3 separate regions of the Mus musculus genome follow, and all the other regions are linked to region 1. A link is a contact called in public Hi-C and HiChIP or PLAC-seq data. All regions are on one chromosome and are shown on one strand. Each heading gives the region's core, a stretch centred on a gene start, on an enhancer-like site or on the middle of the called end of the contact. The rest is flanking DNA. Distances are from core to core; before and after follow the strand shown.

The links. Hi-C and Micro-C count contacts between places; a contact is called where the count stands out from the background. HiChIP or PLAC-seq counts read pairs in DNA pulled down with a chosen protein or histone mark.
Region 2: a contact with region 1 is called in an H3K4me3 HiChIP or PLAC-seq map of forebrain, with 4 times the contacts expected there. The contact joins two enhancer-like sites. A contact is called at or near these places in 2 of 115 datasets of contacts at active chromatin or transcription factors (embryonic basal ganglia and forebrain).
Region 3: a contact with region 1 is called in a Hi-C map of cerebral cortex, with 5 times the contacts expected there. The contact joins two enhancer-like sites. A contact is called at or near these places in 15 of 484 Hi-C or Micro-C datasets (cardiomyocytes, cerebellar granule neurons, cerebellum and 9 more) and 3 of 115 datasets of contacts at active chromatin or transcription factors (astrocytes, embryonic basal ganglia and embryonic stem cells).

Annotation. Positions count from the first base shown.
Region 1 is chr9:46,813,920-46,816,619 of GRCm38.p6, reverse strand. No RefSeq gene overlaps it. Among named protein-coding and RNA genes, the nearest start is that of Gm31614, 15 kb to the left of the region's middle. Within about 2 kb of position 1,444, at least 39 of the 459 cell types and tissues checked have an H3K27ac peak or open chromatin away from gene starts, as enhancers often do. A contact at or near this core is called in cerebral cortex, embryonic basal ganglia and forebrain, where this site is marked.
Region 2 is chr9:47,421,660-47,424,359 of GRCm38.p6, reverse strand. No RefSeq gene overlaps it. Among named protein-coding and RNA genes, the nearest start is that of Gm31816, 55 kb to the right of the region's middle. Within about 2 kb of position 1,434, at least 68 of the 459 cell types and tissues checked have an H3K27ac peak or open chromatin away from gene starts, as enhancers often do. A contact at or near this core is called in embryonic basal ganglia and forebrain, where this site is marked.
Region 3 is chr9:47,706,687-47,709,386 of GRCm38.p6, reverse strand. All of the region lies in intron 1 of Cadm1 (cell adhesion molecule 1), which reads right to left. Among named protein-coding and RNA genes, the nearest start is that of Gm10677, 110 kb to the left of the region's middle. Within about 2 kb of position 1,381, at least 40 of the 459 cell types and tissues checked have an H3K27ac peak or open chromatin away from gene starts, as enhancers often do. A contact at or near this core is called in cerebral cortex and forebrain, where this site is marked.

The DNA of each region.
Region 1 (2,700 bases), core at 195-2,694:
ACTGTAAAGATTGTAATTGCCAAGCCCTGCTATGGACACTTTGCATATCATCTCATTTAACACTCTTGTTATTACCTTTAACACCAGTGTCATTATTACACCCATTCAAAGACCAGGAAACTGAGGCACAGGGCATAACTTCTTCAAAGGAACCAAGGAATGAATGGCAGGAAGATCAAGATTGGAACCCAGGTCATTTGGCTCCTAGAGAATCTGGGTTTTAGTATCAAGTTCCAAAAAGCAGAACTGCTGAGCACTGTGTTGGGCATGCATCCAACAAGCTACGGAAGCTCTGCAAAGCGAGGTGTGAGCTCTTCTGGCTCAGACTCTTGGCTTCTTTCTGTATGTGGATGTGGGTGGGTGGGTAATGTGTGTGGGTGCATGCTTGTGTGTGTGTGTGTGTGTGTGTGTGTGTGTGTGCGCGTGTGTGTGTGTGCTCAGAAGAGCACACACGTTTGTGTCCATGCAGATGAAGGACAGAGGACAGCTCAGAGTCGTATTCTTTCTCGGGCACCATTCACCTTGTTTTTAGGCACAAGGTCTTTCACTTGTCCTGGGATTCACCAATCCGGCTGGGCTGCCAGATTAGCAAGCTTCAGAGATCTGCTCTCTCTGCTTATCCAGCTATGAGGAGGCAAGCGCCTATCACCATCCCAGGCTTTTTATATGGGTCCCGGGGATGAAACCCTGGGCATTTCCTGGCTTAGCCATCTTCTCAGCCATGATTGTTAGCTTCCTTAAACAACACCCTTTATGCCACTCATCTGTTCAACCAATGTCCCTCTGGGAGGGAGCTGACCCAGACTCTGCCCATACCACTTCAGATCCCGCCAGTTATATCTGGGTCCGTACGCCAGGAGATGAGGTGCACAGAGCACACCTAAGTTCAGAGCTATCCCAGTTGTCTCTGAGCTTTGTCCCCTCTGATGAACACGACCCTACAGACATTTTGTGTCCACTGGTACGCCATGCCTTCCACAATGAAGGTGTCCCAACGGGGCTTTGTTTAAACTAAATGTTTGCAAATTGAGTCCCATTTAGAATGTACTGGAATGGCCACCTGATAACACAGTAGCACTCACTAGCACTGGGTGGTTCTCTTGTACTGGAAACTTTCTTGCGATAACCATTTAATTCTTAATACGCCTGTGTAAGGCAGAGATGACGAAGAAACTAAAACCTTGAGAAGTCACCACACTCGCTCAAGGGTCAGCAGCTAATAAGAGGCATCTGACTCTTAAAGGATCACTTAAGCCAGTTTTTAAGCAGACTCTGGAAGAATCAAGTTTTCCAAGCTTTGTCATGTTTTCTGAAAAGAAGACGGACCACACTTTCTTGGAGCAATCTTCAGACTTTATGCGAGGCTGAGAAGAAATCTAAGTGTTTGAGAGGCTCTGGCAACTTCTAGGAAGGAGACAGTAGATGGGGCTTACCAAGGTCTTCCAGCAGGGGGCTCTCTAGAGCTGCCCTGCCAGAACTAGGGACCAAATGAGCGCTTCTGCAGTGTCAGTGCCTTCATGGTCCAGCCACGAAGTCTGGCTGGTAAAGACAGCTGTGTGAAACCCCAGGATAGGGTCTCTAGGAGCATGGGCAGTCGCTAAAAGGGAGCTGCATAAGGGCGGCTCACTCTCTGTGATACGCCGCTTCCGTAGTCATAAACACTGCAGCTGAAGATTCCCATGGGGCCTTCCTAATGGAGGAGATGGATACACTCCAGCGCAACCCGCGGGGTTTCACGCGCAGCTCTGACTAAACTCCCTATAAAATCAATCCCGCCTTTTCTCCAGCTGTGACAGGGTGTTCTAATATTAATCCACTCTCCTTGTAGCCCCCCCGTACCCCCACCCCAGCAAAGGCTTTAATGATCTTTAGCCAGGCATAAATAAGGCCACATATTCAAGCAGAGAACGCCTGCGCGGAGGAGACTGCTTCCTTTATTCAGCACCACAGCGGCCCCTGTGCCCCCTTGAGCAGCTTTCTTCTCTCCCACGGGTGGGGGCTGCAGAAGAGGCAAGCCCCCGAGGCGGGATGGATGGATGGGAGGGCCAGGGCTTCCCAAATTGTTCCATTGGGACCTCAGTTGTTTGCTCTCACTCCTAAGGGTCCCCTGGATGCTGCCTGGCGCTAGCCCCTCAGCTTCTAGCTCTGCTTCCTGTGTCTTGGGCATCTCCTTGGAAGCTCTGTTAGCTTCCTTCTCTCCTAAGAGGAGCTGGGTCTGGAGAGAGGCTCCTAGCAGCCAAGGGAAGAAGGGAAAGTGCTCAGAGATAAGCAGACAGGTAAGGGAAGAGTCGGAGGTGCAGATGCTGAGGTGAGCAAATAGCTGAGTTGTTGAGAGGGGCTAATCGGCAAAGCCTTCCGCCTCCTATCTCGGGACCCTCCTCTGAGTCCTCACGGCCCAGTGGTGTTTATGTGAACCAAGCAGAAGCCCCCGTACTGTCTTTGGGGAAGCTCTGGGGGCTTATTTTCTAGCAGGGAGCTGTTTTAAGAGTTGCAGGATCAGCTGCCCTCTGCATAAGCTAGCTAGCTGCCTGGCTGCATCTAAACCCTTCCAGCAAACTCCTTCCAGCGACAGCAAGCCCAGAGCCTAGTCAGAGTTTACCTTCCGACTTCAGAAAACAATCCAAACGGTCCCAGGGCCATTATGCAGGCATACAGCTAGCTCTGCAGAGGGGCAGATCCTTAGCACCTCGGAGTGAAGGG
Region 2 (2,700 bases), core at 185-2,684, 610 kb before region 1:
ACTTTTATAATAATTTACCTGAACTTAACTTGTATTAAGAACCTTTGGCCTACCCTGGTTTCATCCTGAGAAATGATGCTTATGAAATCATGTATGACATATAAATTATATTTAATGGTACAACAAATATTAATATAAATCAACTGATAATTGCTTGCTTGCATGCCATATGAATTATGTCACTTACCCTCACATATGCCCATATACACTTCAGAAAATCTGATCTCTGCTTTGTGCTGCATGTGTGGGGTGAGAGGTTCTTACAGATTATAGTGTGGCCTCTGGCTTCAAAGAGCATTAGGGACTGTCCCCTAAAGGTCCAACGGACAGAATGCACGCGCTGTGCAAGGGTCAGCAGAAGCTAGAGCAGGACCCAAGTGCCCGGGAAATGTCTGTAACCAGCCTCATTCCATAAAAAACAAAGACAAAAATCACAGGTGATACACGGGTCAACAGGCTCTCTCTATGCTCAGGACAAGCATAGAGAAGAAGAGACTCTTCAAAGCCTCAGGTGCTGGTCCTCCATTGGATAAGCAGCCTTGCTGTGTGTGAGCTTTGCAGAGAGGAAGGTAGACTCAGAAGCCATCCAATCACAGGCCTGTGGCCTCCTTCCCCACCTTCCACTCTACCAATTCTCCTCCTCTTGATTGTCAATTAAAATAAACAGCCTTGCATTCCACAGCCTGGTTTCAATCTATCTTGGCTGGGAGGATGCGGGCAGATTTGTGGCAGTGCCCGAAAGTCCTTGCTCAACCTTTTTAATATCTGAACAAAGCAATCAAACCCGATAAGATCTAGCAAAGGCAAGAACACTCTTCTATCCCCAGAATGGAAGCTGATTAGTCCATGGCCCACATCATCAGAGTTATTGTGCCATGTGAAATTTATTGGTGCTATCTCACCTCATTAAATACTTAAATAGACCTGACAGGACAGAAAAACGGGCTTTTTAGTTCCCCCGCACCCCATCCTCCAGGCAAAGGGGCTGGCATTTCCCATGTTCCAGTTCACCTCTGCTACAGCTGTTGGCAGGGAAATAGGAAAGCAGAGTGCTGCATGAGATGGAAGATTCTGGATGGCTGTGTGGACTCCAGAGATCCTCCAGCTCTGTCTTCAAGATCCCCACCTATGCACATCCCCGTGGGAACAGATAAAGAGCAAGACAGGGGACCATGGTGCTTCGTCTCTTTGCTGAGTTACCCAAGTCCGTCAGCCTAGTCAGAGGCTTGTCAGGCAGTGTGTGCATGTGGGGTGTGTGTGTGTGTGTGTGTGTGTGTGTGTGTGTGTGTGAATGTGTGTGTGTTGAGTGGGGGTAGGGTCAAGGGTGAATGAGCTGCAAAACAAAGAACTCTCAGACCCTCCTCCAGCCCCGGGCTTGTGTTCTTTATTTAGCAAATAGCCCTGGCATTGGCCATAGCTGGACCCAGGCCAAGGCCAGGATTTCCCTAGATTCTGAGCTAGAGAATTTGGCAGTCTGGCAACACTCTACAGAGAGCCACTAGCCTGAAGGTTTCAAACAAATTACAAATGATGAGCAGTGAGTGTCAACAAATGTGGATGTGTGTGTCATGTGGGCCTTGCCTCTCCCCCGCCCGCCCCCATGATGGGAAGTGTGTATGTGTGTGTGTGTGTGTGTGTTGCATTAATCCAGCACAGAAAATCAGGGACTGGAGAAACTTTGCAATCTACAAAATGTTCCAGAGAGGGTCGAGTGAAGAAATGAATGACTCTTCCTCATTTATCAAGCCAATTTTATCCTCAGCCAAGGAGATTTGGGACACAGTCTCTCTACATCCCCTTCCTCTCCTCAGATCTCCACCTGCTGTGAAGGTCTCTTTTCTCCAGCTGTTTCCCTCTTCCAGCCTAGGTCCTCGTTTGCACCTTGTTAATAACATGGGCAAGGGGCCAGGAAGCAGCTCCCGGGCGCCTTCCGTTCCTAATGTCCTAAATGGCCATGACACTGCGCTTAATTTCCGTTTTAGTGCAACTGCTGGCAGGACATCAGTGGGCTGAGACCTGGGTCCTGTGACAGGATCTTCAACAGCGACCATCAGCCTCCCTGTAATTAGATGCTGCTTGGAGTCTGCTGTCCTGTAGTGTGGGGAGCTCTGTGGACTTATGTAACTGTCCCTCTGTTCAGAGCACAAGGCTTTTTACAACCTCGGAGTCTCCCAGCGTTGAAACAGCTCTAATCCCCTGCCCACCCTGGGAGGGAAAGCAGGCCATGGCCAGATGGGTTATCTGTGTTATCGGTTTAGGATAGTGTGGGACATGTAAAACCCTGGGCTACTGCAGAAAACCATGATGGTTGATATTTACCAACTGGGGAGCTTTGCTTTTTATCTTTTCTGGAATGTTCCACGGTGGATTTTAGGAAATGAAATGGTCAGGAGACATTGACAGGGGTTTGGCTGCCTTCAATGCACATAAAAAGTGTTAAACAGGACACATGCTTGCAATCTCATCCACTCAGATAACTGAGTCAGGATGATCCCAAATTCACAGAAGGCATGACTGGGATACTGAGTGAGTTCAAGTCCAGCCTGGGCAATTCAGTAAGACCCAGTCTCAAAATAATGATGGTGGTGATGGTGATAATTATGATGATGATGACGACGACCATGATGACAAAGACGATGATGATGATGAAGACAACACGATGATGACTGGGTATATAGTTCCATGGTAGAACACTGACCT
Region 3 (2,700 bases), core at 132-2,631, 890 kb before region 1:
TGCTCAAGCTGATGTGAGCCACAGTGGGTCTGGGAGGCAGAGTGGTGGAGTGGGGGTCGGGGTGTGGTGCAAGATGACACAAAAAACCCAGCAGGGTGCAGGCAGAGAGTTCAAGAACAGGTCTGGGTTAGGGGTGCTGGTGGGGAAGGGAGAGCTGAGCTCATTCACTCGCAGGCAGAAACCTACCTTCTTAACTCCTTTCAAGCCAAATCCCTCCAGCGTGGAACAATGGAGAGCTTAATTCAGTGATACAGTTATGAAAGGCTGATGAATGAAAATAATTGATCCTCATTATCTCTTCAGCACCTTTAATGCACCAGCAACAGCGATCACCTGTCTTTCCCCCTGAAGTCTCTGAACTGGATCATGCATCTTGAACTTCCTTGACTGTAGTTCCCCCCACCCCTTTGTTAAACTCAACATTTCTTTCCAAAGAAAACAAATAGAAACAAACAAGAAAATAATGGATTGGCTGCCACTCTGTCCACAAAAAAAAAAAAAAAAAAAAAAAACAAAGGAAACTCAAAAGTGAAGTCTGCAGCCCTTGTAGGCTGTCCCCTCCAACGCCCATCTGTAACTGCTCTCTCTTGCTGGAGTGTCCAAGGAAAAGGCTCAGGGCAGCAGAAACAGAGACCTTACCAAGCAATTACCGGTGAGGAATCTTCTGCCAAAACAGTTAGTACAGACGTAACCTTTCTTCCCATAGAGCTTAGCATCATCCCGTGGCCAAAGAGAGGCTTGATAAATACTACATGCTGAACAAGTGATCAACTTGATAGGGGGGGAAAAAAACCCTAAATATGAGGAATGACCACGGGGAGAAGTCCAGTGCTTCCATGAGAAGCTGAGGTTACCGCGCTTCCTGCCTCCTGTAGGTGGCGCCAAACTCCTTGAAGAAAGGGACAGGCAGAGTGAAAGGCTGCTGCTGTGTCTACACAGACTGGAGAACCCTCTTCTGAGTTGGCAGTCTCTCTTCCAAGGCTGCTCTTCTTCACTGCGCTGGCAAGCCCTGGATCAAAGAAATGGCTCACCTGCACTGCGTTAATTACGAGCTGCCCTTTCCCTGAGTGCCCAGCCTCGCATTACGGGATGACCAGCTCCGCAGCAGAGCTCCACAGTGTTGGGCAAATGGAAGGTTAGTTACAGGGGCTATTAAAAGGATTGGCAAAGGTAAAAGCGCATTTTAAAGCCATTAGGATCCCTTGCATTAAGTCTTAGTAAAGAAATGCCACGAGGCTACTATTGAAAGCCACCAGCCAGAAACTGGGATCCACAGGTAATCAGCAGTAAGTTGGGCTACCGTGGCAGAGGGCTCTCATGCTTCTGAACGGTCCTGATCTGTTAGGCCTTGGTCAACACGCAAGAGTGCCAGTGAGGCCTCCAGGAACACCACCCAGATGTGCACTTCCTGGAGAGTAGCCAGAGCTGGGACTTTGGCCCTCACCATCATGAAGCAGTGGGAAGTTCCGTGGGGGGTGTAGTGGGGAGAACTGAAGAGGCTTGGTCAAGCAAGAATAAAAGAGGCTATGGGCAGGGTGTGTCTCTGAGGACTACACAGCCAAGCAGGAACTGGATATTTCAACCCAGGTTTTCACTTGCATTCTCTAGGTCCGATTTTTATAACAAATAAACATTTTCTGCCAAGATCCTAAAATTTTTTTTAACAACAGCCGCCAAAACCGACTTCTATTCTGCACAATTATATAAGACCGAGCAGAGCACTGCTCTCATTTTTGAAGCTTTGTTTTAAGCTCGCTCATTAATCTTTCAGTCTTTTCCCATCTCTGCTTGACTATAACTGCCCTGAATTTATCCAAGCCTGCAGTATGCCAGGCTCACTGGTGTCTAAATCACCGAGAGCTGAATACACATTCTACTCAGGGGACTCAACATTTCCATCAGAAAGAACCAATCACAGCTTAGGAGAGGTAAACCTCTTTTTAATTGTATTCTATAATACTAACAGGCATTCATTACACATGGACCTTAAAACAAGATTTGCTCTTGGCTGCTCATAATTGTATTTCTACAGCAGTTTAAACCGTTGGCACCTGCAATTGCTAGCAGGCCTAAGCTACGAATTTCTATTATCCCAGTTTCAAGGGTTACATTTAAAATAAAACTCGGAGGGGCCAAACATTACATACACACATATTTACACAAATTAAATACTATGCACAAGTCAATACCTTCTGCACACAAAACTACATTAAGCTCAATTAGCCCTAAGCAAAACCACAGGAAGCAGGTTTCCTGTGAACCCAGGGTGCTCTTCCCTGTACTACAGAATATAAAAGCAGCTACAATATGGAGTTTTGCAGGACTATCAATGAAGGCTTAAAAAAAAATCATTATCAATACTGATTTCCTAATTAGCTTATATAAAATTACCATAAAACAATCCAACTCAAGGAATTTATACACACATAACATCTAACTTCTGGGTATAAATTTAAAAAAAAGTTCTCTTTAAACATGCAGGGGTCAGCATGAGTTTTTCCAGAAAAAAATAATTCTAACTCTGAGCTACAAAGAGTCACCAAACTAAAGTGCAATGTCCTTCTTGTTATGGTTTTCTTCTTGATTATGACCAAAATTAAATTATACAAATATTTCACTAAATATCTTCTCAAACCTTATAAATATTAATATGAACTCAATCTCCTATGTGCCCGGCATTTAAAAATCCATTTAAAAATC